3 separate regions of the Ovis aries genome follow, and all the other regions are linked to region 3. The links are chromatin contacts, called in public Hi-C maps. All regions are on one chromosome and are shown on one strand. Each heading gives the region's core, a stretch centred on a gene start, on an enhancer-like site or on the middle of the called end of the contact. The rest is flanking DNA. Distances are from core to core; before and after follow the strand shown. Region 1 overlaps TCF4 (transcription factor 4). Region 2 has its middle 170 kb from the start of TCF4. Region 3 has its middle 110 kb from the start of TRNAC-ACA.

The links. Hi-C and Micro-C count contacts between places; a contact is called where the count stands out from the background.
Region 1: a Hi-C map of hypothalamus shows a contact between it and region 3, with 3 times the contacts expected there. The contact joins two enhancer-like sites. A contact is called at or near these places in 3 of 16 Hi-C or Micro-C datasets (hypothalamus, omental adipose tissue and tail adipose tissue).
Region 2: a Hi-C map of hypothalamus shows a contact between it and region 3, with 3 times the contacts expected there. The contact joins two enhancer-like sites. A contact is called at or near these places in 2 of 16 Hi-C or Micro-C datasets (hypothalamus and tail adipose tissue).

The regions. Positions count from the first base shown.
Region 1 is chr23:55,155,238-55,159,372 of ARS-UI_Ramb_v3.0, forward strand. The region is part of intron 4 of TCF4 (transcription factor 4); the gene reads right to left. Among named protein-coding and RNA genes, the nearest start is that of TCF4, 170 kb to the right of the region's middle. Within about 2 kb of position 1,719, at least 12 of the 54 cell types and tissues checked have an H3K27ac peak or open chromatin away from gene starts, as enhancers often do. A contact at or near this core is called in hypothalamus, where this site is marked.
Region 2 is chr23:55,497,311-55,501,450 of ARS-UI_Ramb_v3.0, forward strand. No RefSeq gene overlaps it. Among named protein-coding and RNA genes, the nearest start is that of TCF4, 170 kb to the left of the region's middle. Within about 2 kb of position 1,816, at least 6 of the 54 cell types and tissues checked have an H3K27ac peak or open chromatin away from gene starts, as enhancers often do. A contact at or near this core is called in hypothalamus, where this site is marked.
Region 3 is chr23:56,038,938-56,042,925 of ARS-UI_Ramb_v3.0, forward strand. No RefSeq gene overlaps it. Among named protein-coding and RNA genes, the nearest start is that of TRNAC-ACA, 110 kb to the left of the region's middle. Within about 2 kb of position 1,489, at least 11 of the 54 cell types and tissues checked have an H3K27ac peak or open chromatin away from gene starts, as enhancers often do. A contact at or near this core is called in hypothalamus, where this site is marked.

The DNA of each region.
Region 1 (4,135 bases), core at 469-2,968, 880 kb before region 3:
AACAAACAAACAAGAAACAACTTACCCTGAAAAGAGAAATAGAATACTTGCTTTTCTTTCTACCTTATGGGTAGCTTACACGGAAGGAGGCACCAGAAGATCGAAGCACAAATACGTGACGAGGTGTCTCCAGAAACCAAGAGGATGAATAAACTGTCATGGCGTAAATTTGCCAGCCAGAGGACAGAACACAGCATGCTGGGGCTTGGCTGTCCTAACATGTTTTACTATGTAAATTTAAATAGTCTTGAAAGAGAAAAGAAGGGAAAGGTAGAGGGGATTTTATCTTTAATATTAAAAAAAAAAAGTTTGCCAGAAATTCTCATACTTGGGTCCCAAAAGAAGTACTTTCATGGCTGTTATCAAAAAAAAAAAAAAAAGAATCCAGTTCTTAGGCTAAAACTCATCCTACGCTTCCTATGATGGAAATTTAGGGGGTGCTTTAAAGAGTTAAAGACTCCCTACCATTAATTTGCATCTGGTGCTTTTAGTGTGTGTGTGTGTTTTTTTCTTCCCTGAAAAGTTGGCAGAGCTGCCGATTTTCCATAATGCAAGCATTTGGGAATTGTGAGCGGAATGAAACCGATCCAATCTCCTGACTGCGACATGAATTTTCATTAATTACAACCTTGTCAGCAAAAGCATTATCAAAGCTGAATATGAAAATGCTAATGAGTCCTCATTTGCATATTTTTCTTTGTTGGAATGTCATTAATTATTACATTTTATGATGATGAATGCAGCTGTCGAAGCTCTCCGATGCATAATTAGCCATCAGAATGCCAGGAGCCGATCAGCATTTTTGGGTGAAAAAAAACAAATTTCACTTCCACTCTACCCCCACCCCAACACCACCCAACACACAGACACACACGGAGACACACACATGCACACACAGCTCTGATGACGACAGTCCTAAGGCCGGACTTTGGGGAAGTTGAAAAGGGCTCATTTAGAGAGAATTCATTTTTGCTTTAAATTTTTTTTGGTTTTAGCGGTAACAGTCTTATACAATAGAGGCAGCTCTTAATAAAAAAAAATCGTTATTCCAGCTTAATTAATGCCACGCTTAATTATAACACCATGATGTCAGCGGTTTTAATTAAGTATTGGCTCCGTTACAGGAAAAAAAAAAAAAAAAAGGAAACGGGAAAAAAAAAAAACTCGTTGCAGTAAGAGTCACAGACTTGTGCAAATCATTTCTGCGATTTTTTGGTCTTTCGTGGTTCATGAACTATTCAGATATTAACAGGCAGTATGCAAACTCCAGGCACACACGCGTGCGCAGGAGGGCGCACACACATGCGCATGCATGCAACAGACACACACACACACACCGCACACACACACACACACACCCCTCCCCAAGCAAACGGGGAAATCCGGACTTGCTGCTCCGATACTTGGACAGACTTTAGCGCTTACCTACTTGACCACTTTTTTGAGCTAAAGTGTAAGTGGAGATGACAAAACATAGCTCATCCTCTCTCAGCCGCTGGGAACGGTGTTTATAAGTAAAAAAAGAAAAACAACACAGAGCAGATGGGACCATTACACATGACCAAACCAATCAATCACAGATGAAGGGCCCAGGTGCAGCGCAGCCGTGCAACAACGCACCATTTCACAGTCTGTCAGACACACACACACGGTCGTCCATGAGTGACCCTCCTCAGCTCCCCCCGGACCTCATCTGGAGCGCTGCGCCCCTCTCGCCTGCCTCCGCTCCAACTGACGTCTTCATAATCGCCCTGTCTATCTGCTCCGGCTCCTGTGAAGAGAGGAGGATGGAAGGGCTGGCGACTGGGGGGGCGCTGGGGGTGTGATGGGGGATGGGGAGGAGGAGGAAGGGCAGGGGCTCCCGATATTGTCACTTGTGACGAGTCCAGCCTGCCTCCTTCTGCCATCCCTGCGGCCCCTCCCTCCCCGACCACCATCACCATCACTTCTTCAAACCATCATTAAGCTCATTAATTTTTAAGGGTGACTGCTTGGTTGCGGCACCCCAACTGTCTGCCATTAGACGCAGAAATTCTGTTTGGGAGTTTCTTGCCTCTGAGGAAGGAAGATGTGGGTAGCTGCTCAGAGTCACCACTCAATGGAAATGTTAGAAATTAATTCATTGGAAGTGGTTAGCCGTACTTTCCATGGTACCCTCCCCCAAAATGGGTTCAGGTAAAATCCTTGTTACTGAGAAGCTTCCAGGGAGCCAACTGTGTCCTAACATGCTGTGTCTTAAATCATTGTCGTGACCTTGGGAGTCCTATGTCACAGACTCACCCAGGAATCACTGAACCCAAATTAAACTGTACATTTGCAAGGATCATGGGCTATCCTGGCAACACAACTGAAAAACCAACTCAGATATGACAAGTTGAGGATATGCTCCCTGTTTTAAACTCAGAATTCTTAATTCCTTGCCTAACTTTATGTGGCTTTCAGCTTTCCATTCCTTCACACACACACACACACACACACACACACACACACACACACACACACACACACACACAAACTCCATGGGGAAGAAGATAACAAATAACCAAGAGAATGGATTGAGGCCCACCTTTGAAAAAAAATCTCACTACATCACCCCAGAAAAAGAAAGACTGGTCTTATTAATTCAAGACAGTCTTTAATCATGAACTCCTTCTTAAACCTAGATAATTTACACCCAAGTTTTTGAGATATGTTGATAGAGCACAAATATTATAAGGAATCAACTCCATTTACTCAAAGAACTGAAAAAGGACACTTTGCTCAGTTTTCTGAGATGACTGCTCATCCAGTGATTGAATGTTCTCAACAGTTTATAATTTATTTTGCCCATTTGGAGATGAGAAGGAGTTTAGGGAAGTACTCAAACCCTACAAAGGACAACAATATGACTGCAAAACAGCTTAAGGGATTTATGTCCCAAAATGCTTATGACATTTTAGGCTTTATGGAAAATTTACACTGAGAACAAGAAAAAGTTAATCAAAATAGACGATGCAATCCAGCCACTCTAAGGATTAAGCCAAGTGTCATTTATGTGCTGCTTCATGTAACAGTACAAAAATAAAATAGAGAGTAAGGGCTAAGTTGGGTAAGAAAGTGTCCTACCTAAAATCTGCATGCCATTCTGTTTACAGGCAAAGGCAATTTTCCAGAACACTAGGCAGACTGGATTCGTTGAAATGAAAGCTTTGTCTCTTAGCATGGGCCCTACCATCAATTCAAACATGTTCTCAAAATGGTTTGGTGATGCACTTGCTTTGGTTTTTTTGTTTGTTTGTTTTTTAGGATTCAGTCTACTTCTCATCTCTTAACCATCTCATTTGTCCTTTGGAAACTTTTAAATATTGAAGTAATCGTGAATCTTTCTGTTCCCCAATTCATCCTGTAATTCCAATGCTTAGTCCTTGTTAACAAAGAACTTAACCCCTGAACTCTACAAGAAACACAGAGAACGTCTTTATTAAAATCTTCCACAGCTCTGTAGAAAGGATCACCTTGTATTCTGAATGTGTATTTTTTTTCCTCAAGGAACAGACTCTACACATTTGCATTAATAAATTTCTATTTCCAAGCTCAATAGAAATTGCAGTACAAAAAGCAGATGTGTACGTTGGATTCTTTCAAATTAAATTTCCCAAAGCCGAGTCTATTCTAGCTGGAGATCAAAGGAACTAAAACATGATCTCCTCCCCCTTCCAATATAATTACAGAGATTTCATTTCTTTTGTTACAATGAGCACAACAGGTAAATCTCCAACCTGAAGGATAATGATCAGGTGCTAAGGCTCAGCTTTGCTTGCTAGCTGAATGGCTCTGCCTGGTGTCCCTGCTGTTTTAAACCACCACTCTGCAGGAAGGTGGGAAATGTCTCATGTTCTTCTCTACTTTATTCTTGAAGATCTGTTTCCTTTTCAACCTCCAGACTAGGCAGAAGAGTTCTCAGACGGACGCAACCCACCGCACGGCCCGGCTGTTCCAAAAGAGGGCATGCCCATTCTTATAGGCTCATCAAGAAAAAAAAAATCACCTTCATAGGCATCTTTTATTGGTAGGCTAGCTAAAAAACCCTTTTGGAAGTAGATGGGGTATAAATAATAAATAATGAGGAGTGACACTGTGAGAAATGTCATATCCT
Region 2 (4,140 bases), core at 566-3,065, 540 kb before region 3:
TCGACCCTGGTGGACAGAAAAAAAAAAAAAAAAGTCAACGACACCCGGGGCGACTGTCGCGATTAAAGCCCCGGCCCCTCTGTCGCCAGCCCTCCGTCCAAACCGACGGAGAGCCTCGGATTGGCACCTCGCGGCCCGAGCCTCCCTCCGCGGGCTGCGTCTGCGCCATCTCCCCGCGCGGTCTGCACCGGCTCGGCGGCGGGGGCCGGCGGGTTCCGCCGGCCGTGGGGCTCGCGGTGGGCGCGGGGGCGGGCGCCCCTGACCCCGCCGGGCCGACGGTGCCCGCAGCCCTGCGAGCCGCGGCGGGTGCGTCCCTCCCGTGCGCCCCGCGCGCTCCCGGGGCGCCGGCCGAGCGCCACGCGGTCTTAGCGTAAGTCGAGCTCGGAGCGTGCTCCTCGCGGCCGCCGGCCGCCCCGCCCGGTTCCCGCCGCCGGCCTCGCCCCGCGGTTCCTCCGCCCGGGCGCTTCATGCGGCTGCCTGGCCCGGCCTTGTCCGCCGATCGCGCTGCGGCGCAACTCGGGGGGCACCCAGCAGGCGCCGGCTCCTCCGCTGGTCCCGCGCTTTCCGCGCGGTTCCGCCGCCTCCCACCCGCGAGACTCTCCAATTTGATAGGATCTTTGATCAACCGCAGCGTTTCCCCCAGGTGTTAGCTGCCTCCGTTTGTAACTTTTCTGCATTCCCGTGATTCCTTCTTTTCTTTCCTCTTTAAGGTTGTGGATAGTACAAAGTTTGGACCTGGCATGTTAAAAAAACAAAAACATGTTACTTACAGTTTTACAGGGGGGTGCTGAGTGGGTTTTTAATTTACTGACAAAAATCATTCCACCGCTCTTCATTTTCCTCTCTGAATCTCAACTATACTTCATCTATAAAGTAAAATGTAAACCATTTTTATCTCACCTGCCTTCCAGTAGAGGGTTGGTGAGATGACCTCGTGAAGGATCTTGCAGGGATCGCTAATGATTTTGTGATCTGTAGATTTGAAACGTAGGATTAGAAATATATCATTTTCTTTTAAGCGGTGAGTAAAGAAGCAGGGCGTCTTTCTCTCTCCCTCTCACCAGCTGGGGCAACTAGGGCTCTCCACACTCAGTGTCAGGAACACAGAATCAGGGTGTCAGACCTGAGATGACGGGTCTGTCCGGCAAGGACTACAGGTTAGTCCTGTAAGATCCTTTGTGCCATGGGTTTTCTCTGCTCAAACTGATAATAGAATAGTTAATTGCGTATTTTGAGTTGTTCTTCCTTTCACGTTTTCAGTCCTGGAGGGAGGGAGACTGAGAAAGAGAGAGAGGGGGGAGAGAAAGGCAACTAGTTCTCATCTTTAAAATACAAAAAAAAAAAAAAAAAAAAAAAAAAATCAATCCCTTTGATCAAAGTGGAAAACCAAAGGCCCAAATCCCTTCCATTACCCTCCACTGTGATTAAAATTGAAGTGTTCTTAAAAAAAAAAAAAAAGTCATTTCAGATTGCAAGGAAGAGAATCTCTCTCTTTCTCTAGGCCTCCCCCACCTTCTTTGCCTCTTTCTTTCTCTTTTAAGGGAGACATAGGAGCAGTTTAGGGATGTTTTTCTGATTGGAGAGTTTTTAAGAGGCTACCTCTCAAAGGCAGCTGAGACGACTGAACGCTGACTTTAGGTGAGCCAATATGAGGCATGTACTGCAGAGCCCTCCGAAAGAATCTAGACTATTTTTTACAGGATAAATCACCTGTGTGTGTGCGTGACTGGATTATTTCGTGTATGTTGTTCCGACCCACCCTTTCCCTAGGACGCCAGGGCGACCTTCTGTGAGAGGGGGAGGAAAAGAAGGAAGATGTGTGAGCTCCCCCTGGTGCTCGTCTGTATTCAGGCGAATTGAAAAGAATTGTCAGGAGCACCCGTCTACACAAGCGGAAGGAAAAGTCAATGATCTGGGTTATTTCAAGTGGCCCCGCTTCCCCGCTCACCTGCGGAACATTTCAGATCAAGGTCTCCAGGCTTGGATTCTCTCGGATCCTTTATGTCACACTGTCCGTGTAGACCTGCCTTTGTTAGATAATGTCATTTCTGTCAAGAGTTGGAAGAGGAATCCATGCCATGTCAGAGAACAGGTTGACAAAGCACAACTTGAAGTGGGAATTTGGCAGCTGCCCTGTGGATGGGATTGCTCTTGGAATCAAATTGGATTACTTTTTTGTCCAGGCTTGTTCTCTTTCTGGATGAATAATTTTCACACGCTAATTTTTGTGTGTGTGTGCAAGAAGATATCACAAAGATATCATGGGGCTCTGGTGCAAACCATCTTGATCAATAAGTCCTTCAATTCTAGACCACGTCTCCGATCCCAGTAATGTCCTGTATGTTTAAGTACTTTTTAAGCACCTGCAGTCAGGGACCTCTGAGGGCCCTGGTTCCAGTAAAGGCGGTGGAGGCAATCCCGTGCAGTCTACTGGATAAATTCATCACAGCGGCCTTCAACAATTTGTCAACGTGTATTTAGTTAGTCCTGCATTTGGTCCACACTATGGGGAGTGTAGGGCTTCCCTGGTGGCTCAGATGGTAAAGAATTCTCCTGCCATGCGGGAGACCTGGGTTGGGAAGATCCCCTGGAGAAGGGAATGACTGCCTACTTTGGTATTCTTGCCTGGAGAATTCCACGGACACAGGAGCCTGGCGGGCTGTGTAGTCCATGGGGTCCCAAAGAATCAAACATAACTGAGCGACTAACACTTCTACTTATGGGGAATATAAAAGATGTGGAAATATAATCCCTACTGAGAACTGGTTAGATTAGCTATGGGACAAAGTTCAGTGTTCATGAAAATAGATTATTAAGATTCATTGACCTCATAAGTCAAGGCCGAGCTTTGGGTGCATTTAGTTTTCTGTGTGTGATTCTGGCTGCGTGAGGGTCTTGTCAAGCTGAAAATGGACCCAAAGACCCCAGCTCTCCTGAGTCTCTCCTTTACTCTGAGCTTAATCACAGAGCCCTGAAGCCCACCCAGAAGACTGCGGCAAGCTTTCACTGATCTATCAATTCTTTATGATTTTAAATGCATTCTCCTCTACACACCAGGCTCACTGCCCTTTACTTCTTTGCTGGGCTCTTCCTCTAGTCTGGCTGCTTTCCTCCTCCCCTCCTCCAAGCCATCCAGTGCCTACGTTTTTAAAAAGTATGTATTTATTTGTTTGGCTGTGCTGGTCTCAGTTGCAGGACGTAATATCGTTAAATGCTGTATGTGAACACTTAGTTTTGGCTTGTGGGATCTAGTTTCCCAGGCAGGGATTGAACTGGGGCCCTCTGAGTTGGGAGCACGGAGTCTTAGCCACTGGACCTCCAGAGAAATTCCCACTGTCTACTTCATAGTGAGGTGCACCTCTTTCCTGATAATTCTCACCTACACAGATTGCTCTCCTAACTCTTTCTGCACTTTTTGTTTGTACCCCGAAATGAGCTCTTTTTATGGGTAGCCCCTTCCCTGATCTCCAAGACCTCCGTGTGTATGTTACCCCTGGCCCTGAACCAGAAGCTTCCTGGGGGAGTAATGGCTTATGTTTCTTCTGTATCATCACACTATCCAAGTGCACCGATTTATTTAAGGAGTGCTCTGTTCAATGAGTAAATTGAAATAATAATCCTGAGGGATTTTTTTTAATCTCAAAAAATTCTTAAATCCCATGTCTCTTACATGAAAAATTGTCAAATTAAGGAGCCATTTCCAGGATTTTAATTTATGTATTAGTTATGCTTTGCCTCCACCCCAAAAGGATTTAAGGTGGGCTTAAAATATTAGGAAAACTAGACAAGATTATTAATTCTGTCGTTGCAAGCTCTAAAATCACATAGTTCTGGGTCCCAATTTAAACAATGGAGAAATGTTTTTTTAAGGTAAAAGGTGCACTTTCTAATATCTCTTATTTTCTTGTTAAGGAAAAAAAATCACAGATACAACATTTCAGAAATATTTTTGCGTCTTCTTTGCATAGCACACACACACACACACACACACACACTCACACGAGAACCGTACTGGCAGTGAACATGGGTTGTTTAAAGTATAGCTATTCAACTGTCATATAAAGTGAAATCTATATTTTCTCTCCCTATATGACTATATATTTAACATCTCTATGCATATGTGTGTGCATACATATGTAT
Region 3 (3,988 bases), core at 239-2,738:
GAGAAGAGCAAACATGCCCCAGTTTGCCCATCTTGAAACTTGATTAGATGGATTTGTCAGGTTGACAAACGGCCCCCACTCAGGGCAGACCCAGCGCACGACAAGCATAGGCAGGGCTCCTGCCCGCACCTCCCATAAGCAAACTGTGGAATGCAAGAAGCCTACACCGGGCTGCACCCGCAGACTAAAAATACCGCCAGCCCATCTCTCTGGAGGTTTGATTCTAGGCCGCAGGGGCCCTGAGGCCCGGCCCTGCCTGGAGGAAGCGCAGGGGCCTCCATCCGCCCCAGAGCTGATTGCCAAGGACCCGGCCAGGCAGCTGCTGGGCTCCAGCTCTCGGTTTGTGAGAGCCTTGCAAAGGCAGTGGTTCTAACTTCAGATCTTCTCTCCAAACTTTGATCTTCCAGCGCTGCTTGGCTGTAGGCAAAACATAAACTTGAGAGCTGCAACATGTTTTTCAAATTTTATTCCCCTGGCAGTTTTAGAATAAGGACAGGAATTATTTTCAAATGAGAATCTTTGACTGCATAACACAAGCTTCCAAAATTAAGCAGAAGCACATGGTGGCTCTTATTATTAAATTTCCCTTGGAAAACAATGGTTCAAATTATGGGAGGGGGAAGCAGTTTGATAAAACTTTGAAATGTGAAGCCTAAAGTTTAAAATAAAATTAAAAAATAGCTCTAGCCTTCTTTTATTTTTAAGATCATCATGGAGTTTTTCCAGCCCTGCCATTATTATTCTGTATCTACCAATGGCTCAAAAATTGAATGCTTGGGGTTTAAAATACAAATGTCAAGCTGAAAATCAGATGCTAAGGGGGTTCCTGAAGTACAGAGAATATTTTGGGCTGCCCGATTAGAGCGTCTCCCCAGAAAGCATGCTTTTAAGAAAGTAAAGCTAGAGAGCTTAACTGTATTCCTTTTTGCACCTGATTCTGAGTCGTGTTGAGCGAGCAACAGAATCCTTCTGGCAAGGTGTGCTGTGCATTCCAAGCCTGCTTTTGGCTGATGGTATTCAGTGTGGCCTCAGCTAGGGCCATTGGCATCCTCTAGCAGCAAAATAAACCAACACGTCGCTTTCTTCTCCTCCCCAAGCCATTCCCAGACAGGATTTGGGAAGAGGTTGTTCTCAGAGGCTGTACTATCTCAGACCTCTCAGGCACTACTTAATTCTCCCTTCCCTTCCAAGATAACATCAGTTGCTACCTTCTTGATGGAGCTTTTCTGATGACCTCATTCAAGTTTCCCGTGTCCTTCTCAGCCCACATCCTCATCGTGTGTATCACTCACTTGGAACTCACGATTTCCTGCTGGACGTGGTCAGTGATCTCAAAGCTGTGGCTTTTCCCTTCCCAACTCCTTTCTAAAGCCCACAGTGGTGGGAACCAGCTCTCTTCACCTTCAGCATCCTTCATCGGGCCTAGCTTGGTGCCCTGGGCCTGCACCTGGGTTCCTGGGCCGGGGACAGCAGGGGACAGTCACAGAGCTCTGATCATAACAAGAACTTATCTTCTAGCATCACCCAGAGGACGCCCTGGGCAACAGACTCAAAGGGAAACAAAATAAAACCAAACTCCTTGCACTTCCTTCCCACTGCTGCCCTAAAAGAGGACCCAGTGGGGCCGTTTGATGGAGGCTGGGCAGCCAGCTGGGCTCTCTGGGGAGATGGCAAACACCACCGTGACCACGCAGCCAGACAGAAAAAAGGAAGGGAAGGTGAGGGAGTGGAGGCCCCCACTCTGATTCTGCAAATGAGTATTTTTTTTTTTAACTTTTGTCAGTTCTCATAACCGCCTTCCACCTTCGAGATGTAGCTTATGGTTAAGCTTCTCTGATTAAAGGCATGGTTTCCGCACAGTGTACTTTCGGTCATAATGATATCTAACCCCCACATCACATACACGCAGCAAATTCCCATGCCATCTCTGCAGCATTTTAAAACAGTATTAATACCAGTTGTAAGCAAACAAGAACATCATTCACAAAACTTTGTTTATGTAACTGAACTCCAGTTTGGAATGATTTCCTTTTCAGTTATAAGAAACGTCTCTTCCTTTTTCAAATAGCCAGCCTAATAGGCTCATTCAACATTTCGGGTAGGAATTTCACTGCCTGAATTAGGAGAAGACATCACGGGTGCAGAGAGAGAACTTTGCCCGGGTGTCACGAGTGATTTAAGGCCTGGCCCCTCAAAGTGCGGTCTCAGTGCCGTCGCCTGGGAGTTGGTTAGAAATGTTGCATGTCACTTGCTACTTCAGACCCTCTGAATCAGAATCTCTACTTTTCTTATTTTTTATTTTTATTTTTCCCTTGTTTAAAAAAAATTTTTTTTAATTTGGAGTATAATTGCTTAACAATGCTGTGTTAGTTTCTGCTGTACACCAACATGAATCAGCTACATGAGTGCATATATCTGCTCCCCCTTGGACCTCCCTCCCATCTCCCACCCACCTCGGTCATCACAGAGCAGTGAGCGGAGCTCCCTGTACAATACAGCAGCTTCCCAAGAATCTCCACTTGTAACGTGATTCCCAGAGACTCATACACATGTTAATATTGACTATAAGCATCCTCTACACACTCTTTCTCAACTGAAAAAATTTTCCCCACCAATCTGTCATTTCTGCCAAAAATGGTCATTGTAGAGATTTATAAGAAGAAGGTTTACTCATGTTGTTTTTTTGCCTTTAAGTGGCAAATTCACCCAAGAGAAATAATTTATGAAGGCAAATCAGCTACTAGGACTGAGATGCCCAAGTGGACTCAGTTGCTCTTTTCAGTGGTGAAAGTACCTTTGCAAGTGACTGAAAGAAGGAGCGACTGCTTTGCATTCTCTAGGACAGGGCACGGGGGAGTCCCCAGGTACCCAGATGTGGTCCAGGAGGGCTTCTCACCTGCCCCAGGCAGTGTGGATCCAGATGTGCGAAACAGAATCCCCACAGCGGTGAACTTCCCATAGTAACAAAATAACGCTTCCCTGGTGGCTCAGATAGTAAAGAATCTGCCCACAATGCAGGAGACCTGGGTTTGATCCTTAAGTCAGGAAGACCCCCTTGAGAAGGGAATGGCTACCACCTCCAGTATAAGAATATTCCATGGACAGAGGAGCCTGGTGGGCTATGGTCCATGGGGTTGCAAAGAGTTGGACATGACTGAATGATTAACACTTCCAACCTTCCCAAATGGGCAACCAAATCCAGGAGGGACTGAGAGTCAGAGAAGAGAGTCAGGGAGCCAGTGAGGATGAAGGGAAGAGAGAGAGGCTGCAATGGGCACGTCGGGGAGTGAACGGGTCGAGGCCAGAGATGCTGGCCTGTGTGTGCTTCCCCTCTGGGCCTGTCAATGGAGGTGAGGGCTTGCGTAAACAGAATTAATCTGAAAGGCCAGGAACAAGTGTTCTCATATCCGTCTAGCTCTGGTGTGTGTGGAGGTCACAGTCACACTACCAGTGATTTCCACTACCCCGCTCACCCCTGCCAGTGTGGCTCCAGAGCCCATGGCCCTATGACTATGATGTGCTCCTCCTACTTTCTGAGATGTTTCTGGAAGACCCCAGGAGAGATCTCAAGCCTCCTGAGGAGTCAGACTGCTTCTTCTTCCACTCTGGGGCCACATCCCACACATGGATGCTCTTGTCCTTGTGATCCAGAAGCAGCTGATCACTAAGAAGTAGCTTAGAAGCTACTTGAAGATGAAGAGAAATGTCCACCCCACCCCATGCATTGCCATATGTCCAAGACCATCCAGGCTGCCATAAGGGAATACCACAGGGCTGAGTGGTGAATCAACAACAGAAATCTATTCCTCATGATCCTGAAAGCCAGAAGCCCAAAATGAAGGTAGAGCAAATTCAGTGTCTGATAACAGCCCGCTTTCTGGTTCTCTGTGCCCTCACGTCATGGAAGGGGTGTGAGAGTTCTTCAGGTCTCTCCTACATGTGCGAGGTCACTGATCCGTTCCTGAAGGCCCCACCCTCATGACCTGAC